Linked DNA regions of Oryctolagus cuniculus: region 2 is linked to region 1. Evidence: chromatin contacts called from public Micro-C data. All regions are on one chromosome and are shown on one strand. The core of a region is the stretch at or near the end of the contact, and the rest is flanking DNA. Distances in the headings are between cores, read along the strand shown.

Evidence for each region. Hi-C and Micro-C count contacts between places; a contact is called where the count stands out from the background.
Region 2: a Micro-C map of ear pinna shows a contact between it and region 1, with 13 times the contacts expected there. The contact joins two enhancer-like sites. A contact is called at or near these places in 2 of 6 Hi-C or Micro-C datasets (ear pinna and an unstated tissue).

The regions. Positions count from the first base shown.
Region 1 is chr1:166,024,081-166,029,193 of mOryCun1.1, forward strand. No RefSeq gene overlaps it. Among named protein-coding and RNA genes, the nearest start is that of RFX3, 200 kb to the left of the region's middle. Within about 2 kb of position 3,776, at least 1 of the 8 cell types and tissues checked has an H3K27ac peak or open chromatin away from gene starts, as enhancers often do.
Region 2 is chr1:166,444,306-166,450,109 of mOryCun1.1, forward strand. All of the region lies in intron 5 of GLIS3 (GLIS family zinc finger 3), which reads right to left. Among named protein-coding and RNA genes, the nearest start is that of GLIS3, 470 kb to the right of the region's middle. Within about 2 kb of position 4,521, at least 1 of the 8 cell types and tissues checked has an H3K27ac peak or open chromatin away from gene starts, as enhancers often do.

The DNA of each region.
Region 1 (5,113 bases), core at 2,526-5,025:
GGGAGGAGGGAGAGAATAATTCAACACTTGTGTATACAACCTGAGATATGAAAAAAAAAAAAAAAGAGAGAGAGAGAGAGAGAGAGAGAGAGAGAGAAACTCCAGCCCAGACAACAAATATATAAAAAGCTGGGTCAAATGCTCCTTTTTCCATTTAATTATTGTTTATATCTATTGTTTATATTCCCACTAAACTAAGGTCTTTTTGCTTTTAACTTGTTAAACTTCTTATGTGGCAAAGTATTAAGCCTTTTTTACTGTAATATAAACTTAAAATATGTTATCTCAATCGCATGCACACACACACAAAAGAAAGGGTGAGAGAAAAAAAAGGGTGGGGAAGGTGGGGAAGGGAGGATGGGAATATAATTACATCCTTAGGATTTTATCTATAAAGCACGTTGAATCTGTTAAAAATGTTTTAAAAAATTTAGGGGCCGGTGCTGTGGGATAGTAGGCTAAGCCTTCATCTGTGGCGCCGGCATCCCACATGGGCACTTGTGGTATGTTCCTCTTCCAACCTCACTCTCTGCTATGGCCTGGGAAAGCAGTAGAAGATGGCCCAAGTGCTAGGGCCCCTGCACCTGCATGGGAGACCTGGACGCTCCTGGCTCCTGGCTTTGGGCCCAGGTCTAGCCATTGCGCTCATTTGCTGAGTGAACCAGCAGATAGAAAACCTCTCTCCTGTGCCTCCCCCTCTCTTTCTCTGTAGCTGTGACTTTCAAATAAATAAATCTTTAAAAATTTTTGTTAAAGTCTTTAAAATATAAAAAATATAAAATTCACATACTTACTGTGGAAAGCAGATAAATGATCATATGACCTAAAGGGTAATAGAATTATACTGTTTTATAATAAAATAAATAAAATGTATGTGCAGCAATAAAATTGCTGGCATCATTTTAAAAAGCCAATAGTTATGGTACACATGCAACTGATATGTTGAACTGCGTGAGCAGTATAAACTGTTCTGTGTTCTACCAGGTTAGTTCCATTCTGGGAGATTACAAACGGGCCCTTGGCATCACCACCTTTATCACTGTGTGCCGAGGACATATATTAGAAATGCTGACATTTCTCCCCCTCCTCCTTTGATAGGAACACATTTCCTTCCTTTCCTGCAAGCTGACAAAATACAGCCAGCTTTCAGGCGCACATGTACCACACGCTGGCCACACATAGCTGGTTTACAAAAATGCAGACTTTCGTCGCATAAAAGAACGTTTTAGCTGGCACCCAGGACTACTACATGAATGATGACCTCTGAACCCTGATTTTGAATCTGGGGTCTGTAAGAACCTTGGGATAGTCTTCCTAACTCTTCCACAGAGCAATACTAAATATATACCTACTCTGAAAGTTACAGATTGGCTTTATGGAAGCCACTGAACTGGTCTGTGTCCCAGAAGTAACGCTGTGTGTAAAAGGTCACAGCACAGATATAAAACAGCATATGCACACGCGTTTCTCAGTCTCTACCAACAGGGATCACCAAAATGAGATCTGCTTAGAGGGATCCAGAGGCTTCGAGTCTGCAAGGCGAGTCTACAACACGAACGAATCAGGCACTGGGGGAGAATCCCTTTGCCTTAATTGAGAGAGAGGAGCGATGCAGGGGGCTTGCCTGCGAGGGAAGTCCGCGGCTCCAGCTGCATTTCAATGCAGTGCTTAGTTTATTCACCAGGGGTCATCAAAGGTCTGGATTTTCTTTGTCTACTTGTTGACTCTCCTGTGTGCCCTGCACAACCACGAACCACTGAACTCTGTAGCATCGTGCCTCAGGACATGGGGCTCACCATTCCTTCTCCCCACCCCTCCAGCCCACCCCCTCCACTTAGCTCTGAACTATTACTCTCTGTACATTCCTACTAACCCGTCACAGCAAGCAAGTCCATCAGATGCATCACAGAAATGTCTTTTCCAACTAAACCAACTTATTAAAAAGGGAAAAAAGGAAACATGGCATCTAATTAGGTTTTTAGTTCAATAATCATTTTTTAAATTTCAAAAGTCTAAGGCTTATAAAACTAATGTTTTCTACATTCATGAACCAAATTGCATGCTTGGAAAGTGAATAAGTCACCACCCTGTTGTCTGATTTCTCTTGGTAACTGGGCTCTTAGAAGGGTCTCTGGAGGTCAGTGGAAGAGTGGGTTAACATGATTCCATGAGGCTTTCTTGGCCCTGCTGAACCACTAAATAGTGAGAGTTTCGGCCCTGGCACAAGGGACAAGGTTCTCATAGGTCTTGGTGATCCTGATACTGGTTGGAACGCCACCTTTTGAGAAGCTCAAAGTCCTTAATCCCAGTTTTTCTGTGAAGTGCACTCAAATAACTTGCAGGCAGTTTGAGTCTTTCTTACAGGGACCCTGTAAATAAACCAAATTGCATCATTTGAAAGCTCACAAGTGAAATATGCTTTAACCACAATGAGGCAGAGGTTCAGCTAATGGACTCCCCAGGGCCGCATAGCTCCTGTTTAGGTATCAGCAGCGGCTCCCCACATCCTTCCTCTTTCCCCAAAGAAGACAGAAGAACAGCCTTCCTATTCAGAAAGAGGCATTTATTCTGCATCCCTGTTAGACTCTCTTTTAAAATCAAATATGAGAGCCCAAAAGTTATCTGGTCATAGAGCATAAGAGCTGACTTTGCAACGTCTCAGCAAGGGCCCAGTGGTTAAGTTGCTAGTTAGGGTGTTGGTGACCCACGTTGCGGTACCTGGGCGCAGTGCTCTCCTCCAGCTCGGACTGCAGCTTCCTGCTAATGCACACCTAGGAGGCAATAGCAACGGCTCTAGTAGTTGAGTTCCTGCCACCCACGTGGGTGACCTGGATTCAGTTTCCAGTTTTTGGATCTAGCCATTGCTGGCATTTGAGGAGTGAACCAACGGAAGGGGGCTCACGTGCACAAATGCTCTCATCTCTATGCTGTCTTGCTGTATCTCTCAAAGGAATCTAATATACCTTTTTTTTTTTTTTAAATCTCATTCAGTCCTTTTAGTTCACATGTTTGGAAACAGCCCCAGAGATGGAAAGTAGTGTTTCATGGCAGTTGCTGACAAGTCTATTCACTTTATTCTATTGTGCTGTGCCTCTTTCCAAATAAAATGCTGAGAAGTCATTCAACACAAAATACGTCTTTAAAGTATACCAGGGCACTCCAAAAAGTTCATGGGAAAAATGAATTAAAGCATAAGTGTCTTTGGATGTAAAACATTCTGAAATCCTTACAGTTTGCTCATAATGTAGATTTTCATGACCCTTCTGGAGACCTCTGAAATGCATGGATTTCTATTGTTTGTTTGTGTTTTTTTTTTTTTTTGCACAAAAGTAAACTCATCCTTTACTTATTAATTTATTAAAAGCTATCTAATTTGAAAAGCATACAGGCAGACACAGAGAGAAAGAGAGGCAGGCAGAGAAGACTTCCAGACCCTGGTTTCTTCCCCAAATGTCTGCAATGACTGGACCAGGGCCGGGCTGAGGCTGGAGTTGGGAACGCAATCCAGGATTGGTAGTAAGGACCCAAATACTTGAGACACCCACCTGCTGCTTCTTAATGTCTGCCTTAGCAGGGAGTTGGCATCAGTAGCTGGAGCTGGTGCTGAACCCAGTCTCTCTAAAATGAGACATGGAAGCCTTAACTGGCTAGGCAAAACATCCACTGAAAAACTTACCTTTTAATTCCATTTTTCTGTGACTGTTTTACAGTACTATGGAAAAAAGGCAAGCACGACCATGGAATGAAAAGAAAGTCAACTATGACAGATGGCACAGTTGATAAATTTAGCTCTGAGCACTCTGAGAGAACCCAGAGAACAGAGTAGCACTAAGGACTCCCGACTCCTTAGACGGTTGTTCATTTTCTTACTGCCTTGTCAGTGATGCTACAAGAATACTGTGGGACACGTGGGGATCATGGTAATATCAGCAGAAGACAAGGGTTTGCTCAGGCTTGTTTTCTAAGAGAGGGCCTATAAGAGCTGATACAAGATGGGCATGGCCCTCCAAGAAGCTGTGAAGCTTTGGAGATCTCCATTTCACACCAGGCTGAAACAATTAGTTGGCAAAATGTATCACAGTGCAAGACACAATGTTTAAGTTAAGAAACCTCTACCTATAACCTCTACAGCTAACATAACACGGATTTTACAGTCATGAAAAACAAAAGAGGCACAAGGCATGCTCAGTTGCCTTTTGTTTTCTCTTGGCATAAAATCTTCCTACAGGTTGAACTAGAAATCCTTATGAAGCCAGACGTCCCACCAGTCCTATTCTGTGGCAGGTGACATCAGGTAACAGAGCTTCTACTCCTGAAAAAGCACTACTTTTTCAAGCATCCTCAAACTAAATAGCAGGAACAGTAATTTCAAAGTGACATTGACACTTTCAATGGGAGCTGAATGGCCGAAGGGCAAGATAGTGATTAAAATAAGATTTAATCCCAGGACCAAAAGAAGACAGATATCTGTGAAGGAGATAAGAACCTAGAGCTGCCCATGGCTTCTTATACACCTATTTAAACGCTGCAACTTATAAAAGGCTTTGTGAAGCATAGGGGTGTGCCCGTACATGCTTTCAGGAAGAAAAAGAAACTACAGGCTCACTCCAGTATTTCTTTTGTTTCTCCATTTCTCATTCCTTGGATGATGGTGGATTTTCCCATCTTCAGATGGATGAGTGTTTATTCCACTCTCCCAATGTTTTGGAAATTATCAATTAATAGTTTGTTGGATCTAACAAGTCACAGATACTATGGGGAATGTGATCTATTTGTAAAATCATGTCATATCATTTTAATTTGAGGGACTTGGACACTTTGGAATGTATTTCAAAATTCAGCTCTCTGTACCAAGTTATATTTGATTTTCTTCAAATTTGCTATTTTTAAAGTTTTATTTATTTCTTTGAAAGGCAATGAACATGCAAGATAGAGAAAGAGACAGAGAGTGACAGAGAGAAAGAGATGGATCTTCCATCTGCTGGTTTATTCCCCAATTGTCCACAAGAACTGGAGCTGGCCAGGGCAAACCCAGGAGCTGTGAGCTCCATCTGAGACTCCATGTGGATTCCAGGAACCCAAGCATTTGGGCCAACATCTGCTACCTTCCAGC
Region 2 (5,804 bases), core at 3,271-5,770, 420 kb after region 1:
CATAGTCCCTATTTGTTGTTAGTGAAAGTTCCCCTAGAGTCCTTGCGGCCTCACTTTCTACTTCTACCTAGTCTTGGGCTCCATGAAACTACTGGGCCATCATTTCTTCCTCTGGGCTTCCATTCCATGCTCCTGTGCTACTGCACACTGCTGTGCCTTGGCTGCAATGGCCTCTCCTTCCCTGTTTCTGCATGAAAGGCTATCTTCTTTCATGATGCAGTCACCTCCTCTACGAAGCCTTCTCTACTCGTATGAGTATACGTCGGAGTTTCTTCCCCTGTTTTCCCATTAAAATAGTTTGCAAAGATCTTTATCATTGCCCTGTTTTAGTATATTCACTAGTATCAACTCTAGAAGACTATGAGATCCTCAAGGGAATATCCCATTTATTTTTGTACACATGCGCACACACACATACACACATACACACACTCACATCAGCTTCCAGGACAGGGTATAGCACATGGTTTGCATTCAGTGACGAAATCAATGAAAGAGCATGCATGGGGTAGACAAATCAGTGCACATTATTTGGGCAGAGTAATTCTACATCATGGCGTTACCAAGACAAATCTCATTTAGACTGATATTCCAATGAAATAGAACCCAGTTCACTCCTAAGAGTGGCCCTATTTGAATAATAAATTGTATGGTCACCCTGACTTTGGAACATTGGGTATAATTACATAAGTGCACTGCTCCTGCCCACCCAGAACTTGGCCATCTCATTTTCCAATCCTTCAGCAACTTTTCAATTAATCTTTTAAAAACAGTTCTTTAAACATCCTTCTAAAGGATGGGATATTCTTCCTACTCAAGTCCAGTACCTATCGCCCAAGAAAATAAAACTAAACACCATGGTGTAAAATGAGAACACACAGTTTCACTGCCCTTTCTCATCAAAGTCAGGATGAGTGATGACACCTATTAAGACGTCTCCCTCTACATGAAGGACACATGGCTGCTCAGAGTTAGAGCAGATGTGAAATCAAGACTGCTCTGTTCAAGTTCTAGGTCTTCCAACCACAAATGTGCTGCCAAGCTTAGAACATTCATTGTCTAGAAGGCCTGACTCAGTAATTATAGCAGAAATTAATAAATCTGCTTAGAAATAATAACCAAACATCTCTTTTCCAAATCACTTCTACCCAGAACTTGAATAAAACATTTCTGAAAGATCAAAGAGAATCAGATAACCTCTATTTTTGGGAAAAATAAATGTGTTTGGTCTTTCACTCTGCACACTCAACTTCTTTCTGCATTCAAAGCTGTCAACGCGGCCATTCAGAGAAATGGTAATTAAGAAATATTCCAAAGGTCACAAAAGACATTTCTAATAAATTGGCAAACTAATTTTTCACACTGCAGTATGAAAGGACAAATAAAATTATATTTTAAAATCTATTTATGAATAAACCTCCAAAGGTTTCCTATACCTTCCTTTTATCTTATTATTTATTAAAGATATACATAATTCTAATTCTAAAAACATTATTTCAGGGCAGAAAATTAGAGAAGAAGCATGAAACAAATATGAATTGAAAGGAGCATTAACCATTATGTAGTTAATGATTTTGTTTAATGAGGATAAAGCCCCAACTATTTAACCTCTTAGGGTTGCTCTCATTATCTATTGCTTTTCATTAATCCTAGAATCACAGGGCAAGGAAACATAAACCACAATTTGCTTTGAAACACTGGCCCAAATCTGCTATGAATTTATTTTCAGGACAAAGTTCATGAAAGGCCAGCTCCCCAGGTAAACTGGATTAAATGCCTTCTAAAGGGAAATCAAATTAAACCACTACCAAATGGCAGGTTTCTCCACTGTGTTTGGGGACTGAAATCCAATTTGACAGATGCCTCGTAGAATGTGGTCAATTCCCCATCTGATGAGAATTTCTGTGGTTTTGCTTTCACCTATTCTAAGGGACCTGTAATTTATAGTGACACGTATATGTCTACAGCACCCTGAACATGTATATACACACGTATATACACAGGTAAATATGTTTGCATCTCTTTCTTATGCAACATTGTTGGAGAATAAATCTTGAGATTTATTTTTTTTTAAATCATTGAGTTTGCATTGAATATTTGACAGACTGATGCCATGTGGGAAATGATTTGGAAGCTACACTCTCTCTGATCTTTACCAGATGTTTCACTGGTGGTGTTTCAGCCTCAAGAGACAAAAAGGATATTAATGTTAATTTTATTTATTTAATCACATCAGGCAGATTTGATAAAAGGGAAAATTCAATATTTTGGTAATTTACCAACTCTTCAGAAGCGTTCATAGTAGCAAAAATGTTTTGAAGATCGTTTTTTATTAAAAGCAGAGAGACTGTGTTATGTTGGGAAGGAAGAACACTCTATCTTACCTTTAAAAATGAGAACGATGTGACAGATTTGTCAGTTCCACTTTTAACTCAGGGAGTCAAATAGGTGGCGATGATACACAGATGGTTCAGCACAAGTGCCTTCCCAGCCTTTGACTATGGGGCACTGAGCAAGAGTGATCTCAGTACAGAAGGGCTGAAAGCCCTCTGCCACCACAGGATCATTCTAGTATCTTCTTATCTCTTGTCTCTGAGTTTTATTCCAACACTAAACTTGCTAATCAATGTTAGGACACTGATGATAATGAAGATGTACACACTGCCCCCTCCACCTTCACTGAAATGACAGGGAAGCTTCTCTTCAGCCAGAGCCCAAGCACAGAGCTTGGAAGCTCATCAGAGTCACCCGGGGAGTTGCGTCAGTCTGATCATATCACAGACTAGGGGTGCAACCCAAGTACCGGTACTTAATAAAGATTTCCAAGTGATTTCCAATGTCAGCCAAGATTAAGAACCACTACCTTAGACTCTAAGTGGGGAGTAGTGAAAACAACTTAATAGTCTTGAAAAAATCAATTTCTCTAGGCTTTGTTCTCATCTGAAAAGTGGTATGTGTGAAAGGGAGTTGCAATGTTGCAATAATTGATTCTCTTTTATTTTTGGATAAAAATGTACACATATAGTTATGAAATATTTCAAATAAGCACCAAAGTACACATAACAGACAACTATGACATCTATACTTAAACAAAAATTAGTATTTTGCCAAGTTTGTCTTAGTTCTCTTTCTATTCAGAAAAAAAAGAAAACAAAAATCCCCACATTCCATTTCTTCCCTCTCTAAAAATATCCACTATGCTAAGGTGACTGGTTATCCTGATCATGACTACATTGCCTCTCCACATAGTTATTTATCTGCAACAATTATACTACATTGCTCAATGTGTGTTTAAATGTACATAAGTGGTACTGTACCACACATATCATTTTTGCATATAATTTTTTCACTTAACCATTGTTTTTTGAGATTTACCCATAGTGATATGAGTGTATTTAATTTTAAATTTCTTTATATTGCTTCATTAGGAATAAACCATAGTTTATTGGTTTACCTTGTATATGGACAATTAATATATTTACACTTTAAAAAAGATGTAATAAACATCTTTTCTCATGTCTCCCCACCACCAGTTACAAGAGTTTCTCCAGGGGAGACACTCAGACGCAGATATCTCATCCACAAGTCTCCAAGTTCTTCCTGAAGGGTTCTCCAAAGTTGTGACACCAACTTACTGTCTCCAGCATGTTAAAGCAGTCCTCATTATCCACACCCTTGTCAATACCTGGTATGAACAGAATGTATTCATTTTTGCCAACATGAAGGCTGTGAAGTGTTAACTAACTGTGACACTTCTAGAAGTATCATCATGGTCACCACAACAATACCAAGTCTTATTAAAATAACGAAACAAAAGATGTTAAAAAAAAAAACACAGCTTGCAATAAATTTTACTTTTCTTCAAGAAATGTCTTACAAGGCTAAAGCTGGCTCATGAACCCATACACCAGGCCATAAAAGAGGACTGGGGACACGGGTCCCAACTCCATATTTATTTTCTTGTGTTCATTATCCAATGTTACTTAAAAAGCAAACTGCCCAATATTCCAGCCAAAGCAAATACTCTGGATTTTGCCAGGCAAAATGCCTGTGGAGAAATGAGTCAATTCATACAAAATTCAAAACTGTCTTTGGTTAGTGACATTTTCATGAAAATCTGTGGGTGGGTAAAAGTTTTGCAAAATTCCTTTTTGCTATTGGATAAAATTCATCCAGGAAAAATAAGCAAAATTTAAGTGGCAACCCACATTCCCCCTAATTCCCTTATTAACACTCCCTAACCTCCAAACACAACTGCTTTCAATTGTGCACGGAGGCAGTGTTGGCATCTCTGGTCCTTCCTGGTAAGACAACCCGGCTCTTCTGCTCACTTTGCCCTGATCAAGACAGGCCTTCTCATGAGAGGGACTACAGACAGAACGTGCCTGATCTCACTCGGAACACACCTTCCTGGAACACCATCCAGGCACTGCACACCCTTCCACTGACTGGCAGAAAGACCAAGGGTAAAAACATTCTTAGTGTGCACTCTGCTGGAACCATTACCATGGATACTGTTAGGGAAGCCCAGTGTCTTTCTATGGTTTTGGGTTACACTCTAGGTTGTCCTTCTGGGAACATGAAACAAGGGTTTGAAAAAGAGACAAACTCAGACTTCATGAGGTGCTCTGACTTGAGAGTCTGGAACCTTACCGTCTCTGAAAAACTTACTATAATTCTACATCATTACACCTAGAAATGCTCAACTGATCTGGTAATTCCAAGATGTACCAAGGCTGGGCCTGATCTAATGCCAGAAAGGCTGAAACACAATGATTTGCCACCTGGAAATTACCTTCGTTAATAGTTAGCTATGAGCGCACTGGGGTATTTTTTCAGTGGAATATTGTTGCATCCCAGGCTCTGATTCAGCTGAGCTCTGCCTCCTTGCTTGCTGAGGCACTTCAGTTCTCAAGGCCTGTGCCCCTGGCTGGGACTGTCTCTGGCAATCGAGACCAGGCCTGGAGAGAGAGCAGCTGGTCAGGATTTCAACAGAAGCAGTAAGAATGAGATCTTCAGAAGGGTGGAGTTGTTTGGGTGGGAAAAGGAACAGAATCCATTCTCTTCCTCCAGTAATTGAAACAGTATGCCCCCCTCCTACCCTGGTTCTGCCACCTAAAATCCTACATGATCTGAATCTCAGGGGTCTGGCTAAGGCTAAAGAGTCATAATCAGAGATTGTGAGAACATGTTTTCCTGTACAGAAAAGAGAAAGGGAGTTTGGCATGAGGTGAGGATGCCAGTGGTAGGCTCTTACTGTAAGCAAACTGTCACGGAGAACTCTTGTCATACGCCCACTTTTTTTACACATGACTTCCAGAAGCTCTTTGTGCTGCTGCTTGTAGTCATAGTCACCAAACATAATGGGATCACCATCTCCCTCTTGGGTCAATCAGCTAACTGAGCAAAAGCGATGACCAATTCTGTTATATGCAGAAAATTAATGGTTCAACACAGGTAAAACAAAAACGGATGGAGTTTTATTATTTCAACTGCTCCTGGCCTCTGTATGTGGCACAGACACAAAAACCTAAAGATCATTTCTTCAAAAGAAGAGTGTGGTCACTTTCCTTGGAAAAGATCTTGAACTCTGAACCAACTGCCATCACATTTTGTGGTGACAGGAGATGAAACACTCAGTTTTAATAGTTTTTTGCATCTAGGTCCCAATAGTATAAAGATTAATTGTTGAAAAGGGAAGAAAAGTATGTCTGGCTTTTTTTCCCAGGTACACATTCACTTTAAGCACAATATCTTCTATCCATAGACTATACCTAGAGACAACTGCTACACTTTCACAGCCA